2 separate regions of the Pan troglodytes genome follow, and region 2 is linked to region 1. The links are chromatin contacts, called in public HiChIP or PLAC-seq maps. All regions are on one chromosome and are shown on one strand. Each heading gives the region's core, a stretch centred on a gene start, on an enhancer-like site or on the middle of the called end of the contact. The rest is flanking DNA. Distances are from core to core; before and after follow the strand shown. Region 1 holds the start of DNAJB4 (DnaJ heat shock protein family (Hsp40) member B4). Region 2 holds the start of ZZZ3 (zinc finger ZZ-type containing 3).

Region 1 (2,762 bases), core at 37-2,536:
TAATGCAACGAAAACACAGCACAACACTGGTTTCTAATTATCATTAGCTTAAAACTAGTAAAAAATGCCCAGCACCTAGTACAATATGCATAGTGTCATAGAGAATAGGATTCTTTTGCTTACATGCAAATCTATACCAACATCATACATTTTGAAATGTTAAATATATTAGGGGACTATCTAAAAATGTAAAGTTCAAATTAAGGTATCTTTTATTTTCCTGGAATACACGCACTATTTTAACAGCTTACGTCTGGGAAAGTGGTGCCTTCAGGGCAAATGCACGCACTACGTAATACAAAGAGGTCTGGTCAGTTTACGACTCTGAACTGAGAGGCAGATTCAAATTGAAACCTCTGGTATAATGGGCCTGAGGCCATTTTGAGAAATAAGGGGGGCGGACTGGTGGAACAGACTGACACGTAAATCCCGCCCAGAAAAAGGCTGCTTTCAAGTCCCTTCCTTGTAGAGGTGTGACGGTGAATGGTACTGAAAGCGGTTTTAATTGCGAGAGAGAACGGGAATGAGCTGTAAAGGCTACTTTAATGACAAATCCCTTCCCTTGCTATGGCTCCAGGACAGACCCTAGTTCTTTCCCAAACTCATTACCAGAACCTTCCATTAAATTGTGTGAAACTAACTGCGCTTTATCCCCTGGAAGAGGATCTTTATCTAAACTAGCTCACTGGAGACACGCGAGTGCCGCAGAAGCGGCAGAAAGACTTCAGGCCTTCTTTGCGTAGCACGCGTCGGGGTTCTAAGTGGATTAGGCACCAAGAACACAAAACTGGGTTCTGGTCTCTAATCATTATTACCAACATGGGGAAACGTGTCTCTTCACATTTCAGGCCGGAAGAACACCTCTTTCCTCTTCCTCATGCGCTTAAGGGTAGCGGCCTACTCAGTCAGCGGCCAATTACCGTAAGCTTTCGGGATTCCGCCGCGCGGTCCACACTTACCTGCCGGGCTCTCTGCAGTGCATCTTTGAAAGCGTCGTTAACTCCTCCACCACCACCGCCGCCACCACCGCCACCAGCTGAGCCAGAAGAGGGGGGAGGCACTGTTGAATAGTCTGCCATGGTTGCACTATAAGAGCCGCTGCCGCCTGTCCAGAGACTTCCTCTCAGCTAACAGCTAAGAAAGAAAGAAAATGGCGGCCGTCGAAGCTCTATTACATTCTTGCGCGACCATCGTGCCGTAAAGGGGCGGAGACTGAAGGAACAAAATCTCGCGATGTTTCCGAGGCAACGCGCCAGTGTGGGTTAGGGCTGAGAAAGAACGACAGGAACAGAGACGTCGCGAGAATTAAGTTTAAGACTTCGCGAGAGCAGGGTTTCTTTTGGCGCCTCCTCTCCGCGCGTTCTTGGGGTGAGGCTGGGTAATTGTTCCTGCAGGGTGGTGGGTGATAGTGGCCAGTGGACTGCCACTGTGTTTGGGTGGTGGGAAGCCTGAAGAAAAGGTTGTTTCTTACCGGTCGCTGCCTCAGGGAGGTAGTGCGGTAGAATTTTCCGCTATGAGTCATTCTCGGTGTCCGCGGGGAAGGGCGTGACAACGACGGGCGTGACGGCGACGCAACAGTGTCTCGAGAGCGCTGCCGCCCGGAGGGCGCCAGGAGAAGTGCGTCCGAGACGCCGCGCGGTGATGCTCCCGAAAACGTCTGCCCGGCCTAGCGGGAACCCAGCATGATTTTCAGGGTAGTAAAGTGTCCCTGTATTTTACTTACAGACTGTCAGATTTTTTAGTTTTATCACGAGGGTGGGTGTTGAATTCAGGCTGGAAGCCTGTTAGTTCTCGAACATATTTTAAGTTTTTTGTTTAAAATAATGTGGATGAGGCTCTAAAAGTATGACTGCCCTTTTCTTTATCCAAAAACGTGATTGTTCTTGAAGTTCAGTGTTAGCCAGATTTAGTAACCTAGTATATGTATGTGTCCATGGCCATTTTTATTAAGGGTTTTTTTTGTTTTGTTTTGTTTTTTTGAGAGTCTCGCTCTGTTACCCAGGCTGGAGTGCAGTGGCGCGGTCTCGGCTCACTGCATCCTCCGCCTCCTGGGTTCAAGCGATTCTCCTGCCTCAGCCTCCCGAGTAGCTGGGACAACAGGCGCCTGCCACCACGTCTGGCTAATTTTTTTGCGTTTGTAGTAGAGACGGGGTTTCACCGTGTTAGCCAGGATGGTCTCGATCTTGTGACCTCGTGATCCACACGCCTCGGCCTCCCAGAATGCTACGATTATAGGCGCGAGGCACTGCGCCCGGCCTGTTAAAGTCTCTTAAGTTAAGAACAGCATTGTTTCTTGACCAAAATAGATTTTGTAGCTTCTTAGGCGTAGTTTCTCCCACCCCATCCTGTGGGTACTCAAATGTAAGATCATATTCTGAATTGTCATCACAGGACTAGGTATATATATATGTGTGTGTGTGTGTGTGTGTGTGTGTGTGTGTGTGTGTGTGTGTGTGTGTGTATATATGTATATATATATAAATTGGTATTTTATGTTATGTACTTCAGTTACCAAGTAATGCCAGGCATTTCTTCAGACCTTCTCCAACATACCGTGGCATGTAATTTACTGTGTTAATAGTAGTAAGCTCCAGGAATCGTGAGGATACTTTAGAAGTCTTACTCTTTATTATTGAGTATATCACAATGACTTTTTTTTTCCAAAATTATTTCTGTTTAAATAACAAACAATGAGGTAAAATGAACTTTCTCGACTTTGTGGCATTTTGTCTTACTTGGTTAGGTCTAAAAAAATACTTTTT
Region 2 (2,708 bases), core at 111-2,610, 300 kb before region 1:
AGAAAATAGATGGGAGGAGTTCTGTTTCAGGAGACTGGAGTCAGGTACTGCAGCAGAAAACGCGACACAATAGTTAACCGGTCTGGAATACTTTAGAAAATGGCAAGAAGGGAAAAACTGACAGGAACATCTTAAAGTAAGAGGAACGGTATCCAATGGAATCATCAGGTCTGCGCGAGCACGGCTCCCGGACTTCCAGTGAGTGGGACAGGGTGGAACTATCACTGCGTGGGGAGAAGGACCTGGCTGAGGGGTGCATATGCTTTTGCAGGTGGTGGAGCGCCCGCAGGGGGATGGGGAGGGCAGTGTTGCCTCAATGGGGTTACTGTATTCCCTTCAAGACTATGGGACGCTGATGCAGCACGTATCCCGGCACCAAGAGGCACTCGCCCCGGGCCCCTCCCTAACGACTTGCCTTGTAGAAAGAGTTGCAGGTCCCAGGCCCCCGGAACCCAAGGCTCCGCCATCCAGGACAACTGCTCTGCCAACGAGGTCCCGCGAGAATCGAGAGATCTCGCGATACAAACCCACTCGCATCTCGCGAGCTTCCTCTAGACCCAACATGGCGGTACAGAAAAAAATCAGTATTTCGGAACTTAAAAAGCACTTCACTAACGGAGTAGTGAACATTTAAAACAATGAGACAGTAGGAAGTCTTTCCGCTTTATACGTCTCCTCCTTTCCCCTTGTACAGAAAAGCAGAAATCTTAAAAACCTCCCATTACCACGGTTATACTACATAAACAGAGCGCAGTGCGCTGCCCCAGGCAGCCTCCCTGTCACGTGGAAACATTTTCGGCGTGCCCGTCACGTGGGCCGCTACTGAGCGAGCGCGCTCCCGACGCCCTCCCAAAAGCCCTCCCCGCCCCCCTTTCGCCCGCGCACACGTGCGCGCGCACCCCCGCCCCACGTGGGGGCTTCGCCGTCGCAGCCGTCGCAGTCGTCGCCTCCAGCCCACCCCCGCCCGGTACTTGGCTCTAAATCCGGGTCCCAAGCCGATCGTTTGCCACCCCCATTCCCTCCCCCTTCATTCTCCCTCCCCCGTGTCTGGCCCTCACCACGTGTCCCGAGCTCTTGCTCACCTTTCACGCGGGGTCGGACGCAACGGGCCACTTGGGGAGGCGCCGCCGCCGTGGCCGCTCTCCGCCCCCGCCACGGCACTTGCTCGGGTGGCCACCGCTGCAGGAAGCTCGATAGCGGCGCCGCGGCGCTTCCAGGTGGGTCCCCGCCTCCCGCTCCTGCCACTTCCCGCAGCACCAGCGGCTCCTTCCGGTCCCCTCCTTTCTCCTCGTTGGGACTGGCGGGCGGCGGCGGCGACCGCTGCTGCTGCTGTTGCTGCTGCTGCAGGCGCGCTCACTACACCGCCTGCTGGTAACCGCGGCCCGTGCAGCGCCCGCGGGTCGGGCGCCGCCGAGGCCCTCCCCGGCCAGTCCCTGCCCCTGGGCGAAGTTTGGTCTTCCGAGGGCGGGTTGCAGTCCATCCCTTGCAACCGTCCAACCTGGCCCTAGCAGAGGAAAGGCGTCCTCGTAGCTCCGCCATTGGAAATCGGCTTCATCCTGCCCTTTGTGGCCTCCTGAGAGATTTGTAAACCCCACCTCCCTTAGCACTGTGGTCTCAAGCCAGGAGAACATCCATACATGTATTTATGATCATTCTTCTGCCTCGCCTCGTTCACCTCTGGCTTTCTGGCTGGTACCACAGCACGCAGGCTCGAACCACTTCGGGCCTTTGCGCTTGCCGATTTCTCTGGCAGAACATTTCCTCCAGATTTTTTTTAACTCCTCGATGTTCGATGCATATTTCAGGTCCCTTCTCAGAGGGCTGCCCAGACCACTGTATCCAAAAAAAGTACACCTGCACCATTGCTTTAACTCTTCACCTGCTTTTATTTCTTCATAACAGTTACAACTTCCAGACCTTATTTATTTGTCAGTATCCTCACCACCAGGAATGTAAAATTTTTAAAAGCAGGGACTTAGTAAACTGTTTTGCTCATTGCTGTATCCCCAGAATTGTGTCTGGCACAAAGCAGTGCTCAGTAATATCAAAACAGATCTACCAACTATATTGAGCATGTAGGAAAATAAAGCCCAACACACATTAATGAAGATAAATAACTTCATCATTTATGAGCTGTGGAAAAACAGCTAAACCTCCTTCCGTGGCTATAAAGATTATGTTCCAAAAATATAAAATCCAGTGGTAGAAGCCATTAACTGGGGCTCTTCTTTGACAATTGTCCAGTGCTGTTTCATTACTTTTGTTTTCCTTTGCAACACTATTTTTTTTCGGGTAAGTGGATACGTGTTGTGCCTTCTTTTATGTTGCTAATAAAAGTTATTAAATGTTTTAAACGGTGTTTTGTATTTTAGCTTTGAGTTCAACTCAAAGTAACATCTACTTCAAGAAAAAGGGTTACATGTTTTTAACACATCAAGTATTTATTGAACATACTAGTGTTTCTGGGTGGCAGTATGTCAAAAAAAACGGGGGTGGGGGAGGCCGGGCGCGGTGTCTCAAGCCTGTAATCCCACCACTTTGGGAGGCCTTGACAGGCAGATCACCTGAGGTGTCAGGAGTTAAAGACCAGTCTGGCCAACATGGCGAAACTTCGTCTCTACTAAAAATAGAAAAATTAGCCAGGTGTGGTGGCACACGCCTGTTATCCCATGTAATCCCAGCTACTTGGGAGGCTGAGGCAGGAGAAT

The links. HiChIP or PLAC-seq counts read pairs in DNA pulled down with a chosen protein or histone mark.
Region 2: a contact with region 1 is called in an H3K4me3 HiChIP or PLAC-seq map of stem cell-derived excitatory neurons, with 2.4 times the contacts expected there. The contact joins the promoter of ZZZ3 here to the promoter of DNAJB4 in region 1. A contact is called at or near these places in 1 of 7 Hi-C or Micro-C datasets (stem cell-derived neural progenitor cells) and 1 of 1 datasets of contacts at active chromatin or transcription factors (stem cell-derived excitatory neurons).

What each region holds. Positions count from the first base shown.
Region 1 is chr1:153,036,472-153,039,233 of NHGRI_mPanTro3-v2.0_pri, reverse strand. It overlaps DNAJB4 (DnaJ heat shock protein family (Hsp40) member B4), which reads left to right and starts at 1,286. Exons shown (of 3, transcript XM_054667533.2): 1 at 1,286-1,368. FUBP1 (far upstream element binding protein 1) reads right to left here and starts at 1,592. Exons shown (of 23, transcript XR_008539559.2): 1 at 1,472-1,592; 2 at 960-1,134.
Region 2 is chr1:153,332,074-153,334,781 of NHGRI_mPanTro3-v2.0_pri, reverse strand. ZZZ3 (zinc finger ZZ-type containing 3) reads right to left here and starts at 1,360. Exons shown (of 14, transcript XM_009423715.5): 1 at 1,083-1,360.